4 separate regions of the Gossypium hirsutum genome follow, and all the other regions are linked to region 4. The links are chromatin contacts, called in public Hi-C maps. All regions are on one chromosome and are shown on one strand. Each heading gives the region's core, a stretch centred on a gene start, on an enhancer-like site or on the middle of the called end of the contact. The rest is flanking DNA. Distances are from core to core; before and after follow the strand shown.

Region 1 (3,672 bases), core at 798-3,297, 420 kb after region 4:
CAATACAAAACATTTACGAAAAACAATTTACAAAGACTCACAATATGAATAGTATATGTGTATGAGCTAGTATAGAACTCACCTGATTCTCACCGATTGTAATTCAAAGCTCTAGATCAGACATCTAACACGAGAATAACAGAAACCGCTGCTTACAAGGTATAAGAACACCATTAAAACTCATTTGCATACTACTTATCTTCATCTCAAACACAGATAAACCTCATACAAAACCTTATTTCTTCATCTTACTGTTCATGCAACTCTAATAGACTTACTCTTTCATAACTTTAACATAAAGAGTCGTAATATTTACCTTAACATGGAGTAATCACTGATAAAAATCCAAATCTACAACTCCAACCTAAATAGAAAGAAATATTGTTGGTTCCTTAAGATTCAAATAGCAACACTTTTCAAGAAGGAAGAAGAAAAACTCTCACTTTCTTTAGCCTAAATATCTATAAATATAACTTAAGTCTCTATTGGAACTTGACACGTGTCACAAACTTCCAAAACTACATTTATAAATAGTTTACAGCTATAGAGAGAACCTATATGAAAATTCAATAAATTTATACACTTGGTTCATCTATTCTATTAATTTCTAGCCAAATCGTTTATAACGTAACTAGCACAGTAACTTAATGAACTTGGAGTATAATACTTCCGGCGATAACCTAATTAACCAAAAATTCTCAATACTCTTACCAATCTATTTTCTTCTTGCAACTCAACACATTCTAAATTCAATCCTTACATAATATTCTAACGTCTAATATGCGCTCTATACATCAAGAACAACAATTGGGCGGATAGAGTCGCTTTTCACAGATTACTCCCAGCCTACTCACTAGAACTTAGGACCCGCCAAAACTGAGTGTTACAAGTTTGTTGGGGACAAACTTGTTTAAGCAATGAACAAGTAAAATAAACAAAAAAATTAAAAAGTTGAACACAAATTTTACGTGAAAAAAATCCTTAAAAGAGGATTAAAAAACCATGGGCAAAAAGAGATTTCACTAATATATAAAATGAGTACAAAGATGCAGAGAATCAAAAGAAAAAAACTAGAAACCCTGAAAAAATCTTTCAAACTCAAAACATATAATTCTCTTAATCCGTAATTTTTTATATTGTTTAAACTTATAGTAACTAAGGCCTATTTATAGGTTAAAATTCGTAATATTTATGACTAGAATATCCCTAAGTTAATCAGAATTTAAGTGGAAAACTAAAACAAAGTTTAATTGAGAGAAGAAAATTGAGAAACTTGAGGAACACGTCGTCACATCGTGATGTGGCTTTTGCATTGTCGGGACGAAGAATGATTGTGTCGTCGGGAGAAAAGTCTTCTTCTCATCGTGACGTGGGCTACTCATCGGGACGATGAGTCTTCCCTTGTTGCAATGTCACTGACTGTTTTGATCGAAATGCGAGGCATATTTCCACAAAAGCAATAAAGAACAATTAGCTTTTGGAGTCAAAATTGTGGTGGAAAAGTCAAACACAAAAGCTGAGATTTAGGTGATTTTGACTTTTGCGTTTGGAAGCAAAAAGTATATAAAAAAATAAATTAAATTATAATTTATGTATCATTATATTAAATTATTTAAATATTTCATTTATTGTTATATTAAATTATTTAAATAGTTTAATATTATGTTTAAGTTTTTAAAATATTTTATACATCATTAATATTACAAATAATTTATATTAATTACTTAAAAAGTGTTTAAAAATTATACTTTATGTATCTTTATATTGAATTATTTAAACATCATATTACTAAACTAATTTTTAACTTTCTACTATGATGTTAAAAAAAAACATTTTAACCTTCAACCAAAATTTTTGACAACAATAAAGAAGACTAAAATTTAATAAACAATACTTTTTCACAAAACTTTTCTATCTCACTTTTGAAAAGCTCTTTTGAAAACTATTTTTCAACCGAAAAAAAAAACTACCTCTTAATTGAATTTCTTTTCAACCAAAAGAAAAAAAAAATCTCTTTTATTGAGCATTTTCACAAGCGTCCGAATATGATAGTGTCAGGTCGAAATGGCTTGGGTTTAGGCTCTATGGGCCTAAAACCCGATCCAAACCCCTAAAAGTTCTTTTTTGAAAAAAAAAAAAATTTCTTGTTCGCGAAGCCAAAAATAAATCTGCGGAATAAAAGTTCTCTCAAATTGTGCAGTCTTTATTTTCTCTTCGGTCGACCTTTACTCTTTCACCATGCCTAAGGAGCAAGCTAACTGGTCACCTTACGACAACAATGGAGGGTACTTTCTTTTTTCCTCTCAACCTATAAATCACGCTTCTTCTTCTTCTTCTTCTTCTTCTTTTTTCAATTTGGTTTCGTTATTTATTGATGTTAATGTTATGCTTTTCTTTTTTTGGATGTAATTTGCAGATCTTGCGTTGCAGTTGCCGGCGCCGATTACTGTGTAATCGCTGCTGATACTCGGATGTCGACGGGTTACAATATTCTCACCCGTGACTACTCAAAAATCTGTAAATTGTAAGTTGTTGAGTGCAATCTCTTGATTTTTACATGGAAAAATGAACTAGAAAAATTTCTGAAAGTAATAGAACATTGATGTGGAAGGTATCTAATAATTTATTCTGAAGGTGATAGCCTATGATTTTTTTTTTATTTTTTTTAAAGAGGCATTTATTTTTCTTGCATAAGAATTTTTAAAGTCCTAATTAACAGGAATGTCAAGTTTTAATTTTTAATTACTGGTTAGCTGCGTTGAATAGAAGGCCGATTCTTGGTTAGAAACTAAGAAATTTTTGAAATTTGCTAAAAATGTTTGTTGTCCAAGGGATGTTTAAAGGTACTTTTGCCTCCAACGGTTGAAAAGAAAGGACGCTATAATTGATTTTACAGTTAAAGGAAAGGTATAGAATTCGCTTGTTTTCCGGCTAGCGATGGTCATATGTTTGATGATGGCTATTTGAGTGATATTTTTATTGCTATGGAACTGTAGAGGGAAGGAAGATACTTGTTTTCATGACAAAATAGTTTAGTAAAGAAAAGGATAAGAATGGACTATGATCTGCTGTATTCATATTTGGAAGAGAATGGTAAATATTTAAACAATGGCACTTTAGTTGGTGAATTTTAAGTGTTAATAGAAATAACTTGACTTGAAATTTTTTTCTGCTTTTTTCTGTCTTTCTTCTTTTCAGTTTCTAATCAGTGCCTTTTACTTTTACATTGCAGAGCAGATAAATGCGTTATGGCATCCTCAGGATTTCAAGCTGACGTGAAGGCTTTACAAAAGCATCTGGCAGCTAGGCACTTGGTAAGCTTTCAATTTTCGGGGAATATGATGGAACATTTGTTTTGAGTTTGAATGTTAGCTTCACTTTCTTTTTTGCCTAAACAAGTGTACTACAATAATTTCAAAAGACAGGTGTTCTTTTTAGATTTTGACGTAGATTAGAAATTTAAGGACAAGATCATGATCAGTAGTACTGGTAAACATCTTCTGCAGCTGATATAATAAATATATAATTTTGATGGTGCTTCTCAAAATTCAGATTTATCAGCATCAGCACAACAAGCAAATGAGCTGCCCGGCAATGGCCCAACTGCTGTCCAACACCCTTTATTACAAGCGCTTCTTTCCTTATTATTCTTTTAATGTTTTGGGTGGTCTC
Region 2 (3,436 bases), core at 98-2,597, 300 kb after region 4:
CATACGGTTGAATCTCTCCATTTTTTTTTCAATCTAATTATAAAATTTTAGTATATAGAAAATAATAAATTAAAATTACCAAATAAATGTACTTAAATAAATAATTTTTTATTTAGATTTGTTCCAATTCATAAATACCTTTGAACAAGCTATGATGATCGAATTTCAACTTATCAACACTGCCTAATGCGAGATTATGTGATATATTTCTTTCTAAATGTGAATTGTATTCTCAACGGTTGTCTTCTGGAAATGAAAAGTAAACATTTAATCAACGGTATATGATATGATTCATTGCTGTTTGAACTGTATCAATAAAAAAAGTACTAAAACGTAATAGAACTGATGCCTTCCGTTGGATAACCAGACTAAAACACCTTGAAGATTCTAAAATGCCACTCTTCTCCCTACCCTACCCTTCACTCTACCACATCATAGTCATCAACGAACTTGTAACACCAAAGAGAAGTAAACATAGCATCACTCCTGTGTTCGCACCGCCGACCGCGGCTTTGTTATTCAACGACGGTGACTCGCCGTTAATCGTGACCGGCGGAGACTGAGCTGGGTCACTCGGAGCCTCGACGTAGGAAGGAGGCGGAGGCTGGTTGAGGCTGGGAGGCAACCCATTGCCGTGCCGAACGAGGATCTTGAATGCCATGCCACGCTGACATTGGACACCATCGCCAGCGTCGGAGAAGTAGTAGTTTGCGCCCTCAATAGTCAACGGCACTTCAATGGTCAAGGATTGATCAAAGTCTGTGTTCCCGCCGTTGTATTGGAAGGTATCGGTGTCTGAAGCATCGTCCGTAGTACAATTACGATAAGTCGTTTCATTGTACGTCTGGATCACCGTCTGATTTGTGGTGGTCCTAAATACTATAAACAATTAATGAGAAAAAAGGAAAAGGAAAAGTCAAAAATGGCGAATGGAATAAATAATGGATGCTAAAGAATTATTAAAGCTTTTGGATCTTACTGAGATAGTCGCCGAGACTGAAAGTCTGATTAGCAGCCCAGGACGTGTAATTGGTGGCGGATGTGTTAGTTTTAGAATGAAAGAACCAGCCAGCATCACCGCCAACGGTGTGGTTGGTGTAACCGGTTGCGACGGTAGCGGTGGTGATGAGGAGGCCTAGCAGCGCTAGAATGAGTTTGGTGTTGGAACCCATGAGTGCCGCTGAATGTGAATGTGGGCGTCTGATCTGATCATTAATCATAGCTCGAGCGGCGGGTTTTTCAAAGGTATTAATAAAATTGGTAGTTAACGATAGTGGAAGGAACGTGGTAAGCCACGTGAAAGAGGCTGGGTATATGAGCCTATAACTTTACTTTGTCGTTGTTCGTTTTCCTATACTATTTTTTCTCCTTGAAGGGTTTTATACTAGGTTAAATTCTGCTATTAGTCCATATACTTTGAAAACGTTATAGATTTAATCATTTTACTTTAATTTGATCAATTTTAGTTTCTATACTTTTTGAATTGATCAATTTTAGTGCTAACCCTAAATAATAATATTTAAATCCATTTGGTTAAATCCAATTACTAGTCATATACTATCCTTTTGGTTAAATCATTTTTAAGTCTTATACTTTTCGAATTTTTAAATTTTAGTATTAACACAATAATTATATGATAATATCTTTGTTGGATCAGATTTTGAAAATAACATAACTTAACTTAAGAAACTTAACCATTACTATTTGGTGAGGATTGAAATTTTAAAATTTGAAAAGTATTAACACTAAAAATAACCAATTTAAAATACATGAACTAAACCCACAACTTTCACAAAATATAAGGACTAATAAAAAATTCTTTATATCATTCCTAAACCTATCATAAGCATAACCAACTAGTTCTTTCGATAGTTATTCTATTTTATTATAACAATTAATTTGTTCATAATCAATTTTTTATTTTTTATGTTTTATTTTTTATAATAGTTTTTTTTATCTATAACAATAACATCAATAAAATATATGATATATTATTTATTAAATCAATTCTCTATAATAATTTCTTCTCTTAAATTTTAGTAAATTTAATTGTATTCCTAAGTAAAATAAAAATAATAAATTTTAGTTAGATATCCAGTAAAATTTTTAATTTTTATATAAAAAATTATTAATCATTTTTTGAAAATAAAAATAATAAAAAACATAACACCCCTTAATAAAATATTCTTAAAAAAATTTTAAACACAAACACTTAAACAATAACATCAAATTTCAAAAATAGATATGTCAAATAAACATACATGAAATTCAATAAATAAATCCAAGACTTATAAATGTCATGCATTTAAAGAAAAATAAGCATCCATAAAATTCAATAAATAAATCTACTACTTATAAATGTGAATGTATCAATAAGTATACATGAATAAACATTAATTCGTTTGCATAAATAATAAATATATAGAAGATAAATATATGGTAAAACCTATGTATATGCAAATTTCATGTTTTTCTCCCTTTTTTTTTTCAAAAAGCAATCAAAATAATGAAGCATGATACCAATTATAAAAATATTTTGAAAATAAAAGCATACGAAAAATAAAGATTAACGCGAGAACACAATGAGTTATAATATATTCATATGAAGAACATGTCAATTGTATTCTTAGAAGCAAACAATGAAATGGAAAAGAAGCATACTTGAAATCAATTTATAAAGAACATTTTATGCAAAATTTCTGAGGATCATATGAATTAGTCCTAATTGCATAAATTTTTACCTAAATTCATGTCTAATGAAATATACCAATTGATACTTAAACAACGATACCAATTGTTAATAAGAAATGTGAACAAGATATGGATTAAGAATCAAAGAATTGCATGCTAAGGATAATTCAATAAGGTCATAAGCAATTCCTATTTCTAGTACTCCCTCTTACTAGATGCATATCCTAATGATTTTCTTCTCTTTTCTAGATAACAATTGTTAATTAATAAAATAAGAAATGTAAAACACAACAATACCTAAAATGTGGATATCAAAAGCTCATCAAAGCTACAATGATATCGATTATGAAGAGCATAAGAATGAGAAATTCATACAAGGCATAACATATAGACAAGCAAGAGAGATTTCACTCAATAAGTAGACTTAGCATCATGCAATTTCACCATGTTCAATAAAGTGAAGATTTTCTAAAGCATAAGACATGACAAAGACATCCATTTAATAACATAGCACGTAATCATATAATGGATATCAATATATTTAATAACATAGCACGTAATCATATAATGGATATCAATATATGTGATGTGAGGGAGAAACTATGACATTTTTGTTGAAGTTAAACTTTAAATAAAAGCATAAAATATATCATGGCAAAGGTATCTAAAGATAACATGACAAATAATAGCAAGATTCCAATGCAAGGGATTCTAAGTCCTAATCTTTAGACTAAATCTAATCTTA
Region 3 (3,713 bases), core at 865-3,364, 360 kb after region 4:
TTTCTCTTAGCATTGCCCAGTTTTGAGAGGCAGTAACAGAAACACATGAAACAACAAATCGACAACAAGTGCAATCTTGAAGCAGTTCCAAAACAAGATAATAGCAAATAGTTTTATGGGATATATAAATCCAATGAGTGATGGGAGAGAATGACATACTTCATCCATGAAAATAACAGATGGCTGTTTGGATATAGCAACCATGAAGAGAGTCCGAACAAGCTTTTCACCCTCTCCTACCTGGTTTGTTATAAAAGATCATAACCAAGAGCATCACATGGATGAGGAAAGAAATTTTAAGAACATATCTAACACCATTTAAATACTTCCTTTTTTTAAAGCAAGAACAGGAAATAATAGCAGGGACAGAGACAGACCCATTTAGATGTTAGAGAGGATGCAGAAACATTGAAGAATGTTGCCTGTGATTCAGATGCAACTGCTTTGGCAAGCATGGTCTTCCCATTACCAGGTGGACCAAAAAGAAGCAGACCTAGAAACCAAAATGCAGCAGTAATGTTCATTAAAACAATTCCTCAAGCATGGAAAACTTATCTTCATGAATATGGTCTAGTAAGATTCAACCTCTAGCTGGCCTTCTAAGTCCAGTGAACAAGTCCCGCCTTCTAGTTGGCAGAATAACCATTTCCATTAGTGCTTGCTTAGCCTTTTCTAGGCCAGCTGCAAACAACTAGGAGAAGTAAGTTCATAACTTCAATGCAAGAAAGAAAGAAAAAGGTAAGCATTAGAAAGCAAAACCACCAAGGGAAAAACATATGCAGTATCTTACCAACATCATCCCATTTAACAGCAGGGCTTCTATCAACTATTGCTGTATTGATCATTTCAACCAACTTCGACTCATAACCATTACCAGATTCTTGAGAAAATTTCGAACTCCCAACTTTATCAACCTGATTTCTCACCACCGGGTTACGAGGAGACTTTTGTAACACATCTCTCCTAGAATTTGATGCTCTTGGTGAAACTGCAGCAGTTTGTGCATGAGTTAAGGTGTTCTGCAAATATGTATAACATTATATAATAAAAGAATGGGAACACTGTAAGACAATAATCAATCTCAGTAACTAACAACCGCATAACGCAGTTGCCATCTAATAAACATGGTTAAGTTTACATTTAACTAACATAAGACTGAGAAAGCCATACCTTGTTCGCGGATGTGCTACCTAAAGAAGATAGAAAAATAATAATAAACGAAATGAGTATGTATTTTAATTATTGTAAAATCACTTAACATGATAAATATTCAGAACACTACTAATAACCTGATCGGCGACTTAAAACCTGTAGTCTCTCAGATACTTGACCTTGCCATTTCGATATCTTTTGCCTATACGATTTCACCTTTTCTTGTTCACTATCACAAAATATGAGGAGTCAAATTTATAATCCATCAACACCAAATGATCAGGCAATTAGCAAAAGCAAAATGCAAAGATAATTGTTGAAATACCTAGAGCCGATATATGAAGGTGTGGCAGTGGAGCTAGCCTCGATCAGAATTCGCTGTGCATTTTTATAGTGAATCAGGGCGTCGTCTACTAAACCCCATTCTTCCGCTCGAACTGCTTTGTCGATCTCTCCTTTGGCCAAATCGAAGTATCCTTTGAGCTTATACGCGGTGCGTTCGTTTCCAGCTATTCCCTCCATGTTCTGACACGTGGAAGAACTAGGGTTTTGCGTTGATTCATATGGCGTGCTATCGGTTGAGATGATTGAGCTTAGAGAGTCGATTATGTCTTTGATGAAACTCATATCTACAAAAACAGAAAGAAAAAGAAGAAATAGATCAATCCTCGAAGAAAGCAATCAAGATATTTTAAAGATGAAGAGCAATTTGGCTAACCATTTATGATAAAATGGGGGAATTTCCCGAGTAAAAAAGTTCATCGCTTAGATCAAATTTTAGGGGAAAAAAAAAGGAAGCAATCGTTTTCAAAAGAAAAGGAAATTTCCGAAATTAGTTGGCGAGAACGAGAGAGGGGGAAAACAGAAAAGAGAAACCAGTTGCGTTCTTCTGATGGTTCTCCCTCCGGAAACTTTCAATTCCGTCGGATAGATAGCCTGCAGTGAGAGAAAGAAGATGGGCATTTTACACTTTGAGCCCAACAGGCGACGTCGTTTCACTGTTGATCTTAAAGATGGGTCTTAAAAACCCAATCCAATTTGTACACTTCTCGGCTCACTTTAAATAAAATGACGGACCTTAAAGATGCAGACGGTCTGTCTAGACTTGACCGGGCTTAAGGCAGCCTTTAACTCTGACACACTTCAACGTTTAAATGGGCTAAAAATTTATTATAATTTCATTAAAACTAATAGAAAGCATTTCCATACTGGAGGTCACGTAATTATTTTTTACAACTCTAAAAGGGACAACACCAATTTTTCTTTTTTGTGCCACATATTAATGAGGAAAAAAAACTTATAAAATAGATTTTTATATAGACCTAAAGTCTCACTTCCTTTTTTTCTTTAAGCAATATAGGATATGAGATATATGTATATATAAAATTATGAATAGGTTTGCAGTTTATTCCTAGACAATGTAGGATTGCTTCCTCTTTTAACTAATAACATAAAATTAAAGGTTACACTATATTTTATAATTTTTTTACTTATAAAGTTTAAAAATTTTATTGATGTAACAAATATTTTCCTTCTATGTTTTAGTTTCCTTTTAGAAAACTTTTACATGTTGATAGTTGTATTTATATTTTGCATAATTTATTATTATGATTTATTGTGAATAAAGTTTATTTAAAGTGATGTGTTGAAAATCATTACAATTTTATTCATAATGTCAATTCATAATATTATTTTTTATTCGTTTAGAGTATTACAAATTTTTATATATTCTATACATTAATAATTCATTTATATAGATATGAACACATGCATTAATATTGTATTCACATCATTTTATTGTTTAATAATTTGATATAGAAATTTAGTTTTAACATTAAATTTATTTTATTAAAATACGTTATATAAATATAATTAATATAGTGTTATATACAAAACTTTAATCTAATATTTTGGGGACCGTTGAGTCATATTTTGTTTAAAGATATGTGTATATAGTACTATATACTATGTGATCCTTTTGGTAGTTGCAATATCTTGGAAAAAGAGTTAATAGTATTAGTGACTTGTTTCTTTCACTCTTATTAGTGTGCGTTTTAATATTATAACACTTTCATGTTGATGTATGGATTTAGATTTGTAATGTAATCACATGCATATGATAATAATCGCATGAATGTTATATTGACGTTTCAAGATCGTTTTAATTTGATACAAATTGGTGAGTCATTTCATTTAGATTTTCAAGTATAACTTGATTGTAGATGTATGTATGTATTTATGTATGTATGTATGTATGTATGTTCTGCACACAAAAAATTAAAATGAGGTGATACTCCCTCCTATGCTGATCAAAAAGTGTCTGGAACTTACAGATACAAAGAATCGATTGAGTATTAGTAAGTTTCCCTCCCCCCAACTTTTGTGTGTATATATATTCGTCATTTTGAGTTATATATATATATTCTTTTAAATTTGTAAAATATTGCTGTTGTTTTTGCTTAATATCTGTAGGCTATGTATGAAAATTTTCTGACATCTATTATTTGTTTTGTTTTATATCCCTCCTTCAATTCATTTACCTTGTTTTGTTTACATATGAT
Region 4 (3,385 bases), core at 608-3,107:
GATGGATCGTCTAGCTTCCTTCAAGTAATTCTCGGCGTGTGGTACTGTATTCCAGAAAAAGTTCTGGAAAGAGCGACCTCCTTCTAGGTCACACTTAGGGTGTTTATATAGGCTTTGGATTGGCTTTCTTCCTCCCTAAGTACCTTTTTTCCATGTAAAATACGACTCTTTGAAAAAGGGACACGCCCGTGTGCCACGGCCATGTAACATGATTACCAAGCCGTGTTCGATCCGTTAAATTGCACACGGCCATGTGGACTCAATGACCAGGCCGTGTGAATCGTGAAAACCTTGGTCGACACCCCTGAAGGCCACGGGCGTGTGAGATGCCTATGTGGCAAGGCTTAGGGCGTGTCATCTTTTCGATTTGGTCCATTTTTGTCCCTTTTTAGCTCGTTTTTGCTCCTTTAGACTCTTGGTGCTTTCCTGAGTACAAAACATGAAATAATCGGATTAAGAGCACCAAAATCCACAAATTTAATAATAAACATCCATAAATATGCTAAGTATTTGGGTGTAGATATGTATAATTAGGCGTTTATTACCCGTCCACCTCTTTTTTCGCACGAAGTAAGAATAGCGTTGAAATCACCAATGCTAACCACGGAGACCCATCCTCGGCACAATATATTTCAGAGCATCCTGTAACTGCTTCCACTTTTGACCATTAGGACTGCCGTAAACAAAAGTGACCAAAATCAGTTGTCGATAAAACTTACCAGAAATTCTAAGTAGAATAAATTGGGAATGGTTACCCAAGATATCAACAGAAATGGAGTCCTTCCAACCTATCTAAATACCCTCCGAGAAACCCACAGCCTCCACTTGATGCGAAAAATCAAAACCAAGCTTAGCAATAATAGAATCAGCTTTAGGCCCATTTACCCTCGTTTCTAAAATGTCCACCAAATTAGGCCTATGCTCTCTATTATATTCCCAAAAAATATGAGGGAATTTCAAACTGGCACAACCTTGACAATTCCAACAAAAAATAGTAAAATTCATATTAAATTTTTTATAAAAAAAAAGTAAAAATTATCGCCAAATCATGCAGAAGAGGATCGAAAGTCACCAGTCTGTCCTTCAACACAACCTCCAATCACATCCAATCCGGGCCCAACTTGCGAATTAACAAGATTAACCATAGAACTTGTAGCATCTGACAATGGAATTCGAGCAATTCCAACATTTTTCAATCTACCTCATTTTTCCTTGAATGAACGATTGAGGCAGGCTCCACCACAATTGTTACTAACTTTAATCTCAAATCCGTGCCCTCTGGATACAGAAAAAAATTTATTAGCACTAACTAAAATATTTTTCTTGTTACCTTTATGCGTTTTATTCACAATAATGACAGCTGAATGATGTTTTGGATCTAAAAAATTTGCGTCTAATTTGACCACAGATTCATTGGATCCTTTGAATATGGGGTTATTAAGAACCAAATCTTTCTCCAAAAGACCTGAAGGACCCGAATATTCCTTCCCAATTTCCTGCTCAGATAAAATATTAGAAGAAAATCCACCTGCATACTGATTATTTAAAATAATATTTTTACCATTTGAAGTTATGTTATCCAAACCATTGAGGATTAACCCATTAGACATTAAAGGACCCTTCTGCTCAGCACGTTCCTCACTTGGTCCTCCAAGTAAGGCATTCGATAGCCCACAAGCTTGCACCGCTCCCTCCTTTGAATTTTCTAATCCTGCAGACGGTGCAAAAGAAATATAGTTAGAAAAATTATTCATTCGGTCCTTGTTCTTTTGAAATAAATCATTAGACTCCACACCCCTCTTTCCCATTGACTTGGCCCACTATATCCCTTAATCTGACTTGTTTCAGAATCCATCGGGCCACTTGACCTTGAGTCCAAAGCCGGCCTGATTAAAGCCGAATCCATTCTAGCTTCACAGTCTGCCACCTTTAAATGGCCCAAACCCCTTTGAATTAAATTACTATCTTCTTTAGAAATACCCCCATATCCGCTTGACTCCCTTCCTTCCCTTTCTCAAACCCCCCATCAGCTGCAGCAAGGCCACCGCCTGAGACCTCTCCCCTGATTAACGGCGAGAATTGAGATCCCAACGGGTCCTTTCCTATTTTTGCAGCCTCATTAACTCGAGAATCATGTGATCCCCATCCTCTCCGGCAACTTCATCAGATGCTACCACTGCGTCAGCCTCCGTTCTTTCCAAGACTGCCTCTGGCCTCTCTAAAACTGCGTCAACTCCCACCGACAGACACAGCTCTTTTACATGCCCATATTTCCCATAGTTAAAGCAGACCGTCGGAAGAGATTCGTATTCAACCCGTTGAACTTCCCCATCCACCAAGACCTTAGAGATGAGTGGTCGGTCTAGGTTGACGAACACGGCCAAACAGGAAAATCGCCCCCAGGTGCTATTGTTAGTTTGAAAGTCCAATTTTACAACTTTCCCGATTAAACTCCCAATAGCTTCAATGATTTGTCTTTTGTACATAAAACCCAGGAGTCCCGGTAGACAAATCCACGCCAACACCACACTAGGGTAAGGCTGTGCTGGATTGAACGATTTCGTCCAAGGTTATACAGTGAGGTATTGCCCAAAAATTATCCAAGGACCTTGAGTTAAGACTTTGTTATAATCCTTCATGTCCTGAAATTTAACAAAAAAAATAACCATTAGTGATGTCCATTAGATGAAAAGATTTTGCAAGTTTCCAGAGATTTAGTTTACGGTTGTAAAGCACGTTATAACCAATGTTGCGCTCTAGCAACTTAAGAATAACCGTCGATTCCATTTCCTTAAACAATATATCTTTGATGCACTTCGAAAAAGCAATTGCTAAAATGCCATTAACCATTGACATCCCCATCTAGAATTTCTAGATCACCTTCATTCCTCCCGAGATTCCTTGCAAGATTTCCATCGGAGGTGGTCACTTTTCCCCCCAAAAGTTTGTCTTTAAAAGACACCATCGGCTGTTGTTCAGAATCGACAACCATATTAGTCTCTTCTTCATCAACAACTTCCATGAAACGTACTTTCTTGGTATTCCGATCACCAACATCACACGGATCGCAAGCCGAACCATTACCAGAATTTTGCATCTTATCTATCGCGTTCTAAATCTTAAAACTTTATTCAACAAAGGTGATGCCGAGGGCAACTAGTTTGGTGTCTTTTATTAATAAAAAAAAATTCTTGATCTCTATTTTAATGTAAAATTAACTCTATAAATTATTGATAGTAACAGAAAAAGTCTTTCTTTTTGAAGATTTTTAATTTTTAATAGTTTTTGGAATTTAAAAAATTTAAAATTTTTAAAAACTAAAATTCTTTTGCATTTCTATTTTTTTTTAAAAAAAGAATTTTTATTAAAATTTTGAAATACTTTT

The links. Hi-C and Micro-C count contacts between places; a contact is called where the count stands out from the background.
Region 1: a contact with region 4 is called in a Hi-C map of leaf, with 1.9 times the contacts expected there. The contact joins the promoter of LOC107952906 here to the enhancer-like site in region 4. A contact is called at or near these places in 3 of 34 Hi-C or Micro-C datasets (callus and leaf).
Region 2: a contact with region 4 is called in a Hi-C map of leaf, with 2.3 times the contacts expected there. The contact joins the promoter of LOC107952911 here to the enhancer-like site in region 4. A contact is called at or near these places in 4 of 34 Hi-C or Micro-C datasets (hypocotyl and leaf).
Region 3: a contact with region 4 is called in a Hi-C map of leaf, with 3 times the contacts expected there. The contact joins the promoter of LOC107952909 here to the enhancer-like site in region 4. A contact is called at or near these places in 7 of 34 Hi-C or Micro-C datasets (anther, callus and leaf).

Annotation. Positions count from the first base shown.
Region 1 is chrA07:35,041,769-35,045,440 of Gossypium_hirsutum_v2.1, forward strand. It overlaps LOC107952906 (proteasome subunit beta type-1), which reads left to right and starts at 2,048. Exons shown (of 7, transcript XM_016888112.2): 1 at 2,048-2,285; 2 at 2,417-2,524; 3 at 3,233-3,314; 4 at 3,553-3,672. The coding sequence starts at 2,239.
Region 2 is chrA07:34,916,579-34,920,014 of Gossypium_hirsutum_v2.1, forward strand. LOC107952911 (blue copper protein) reads right to left here and starts at 1,348. Exons shown (of 2, transcript XM_016888115.2): 1 at 980-1,348; 2 at 93-879. The coding sequence starts at 1,220. The coding sequence ends at 425.
Region 3 is chrA07:34,975,954-34,979,666 of Gossypium_hirsutum_v2.1, forward strand. LOC107952909 (spastin) reads right to left here and starts at 2,115. Exons shown (of 14, transcript XM_016888114.2): 1 at 1,871-2,115; 2 at 1,478-1,781; 3 at 1,290-1,381; 4 at 1,171-1,190; 5 at 791-1,019; 6 at 586-681; 7 at 378-493; 8 at 160-240. The coding sequence starts at 1,779.
Region 4 is chrA07:34,618,539-34,621,923 of Gossypium_hirsutum_v2.1, forward strand. No RefSeq gene overlaps it. Among protein-coding and RNA genes, the nearest start is that of LOC121204425, 3.4 kb to the left of the region's middle. Within about 2 kb of position 1,858, at least 9 of the 9 cell types and tissues checked have an H3K27ac peak or open chromatin away from gene starts, as enhancers often do. A contact at or near this core is called in hypocotyl and leaf, where this site is marked.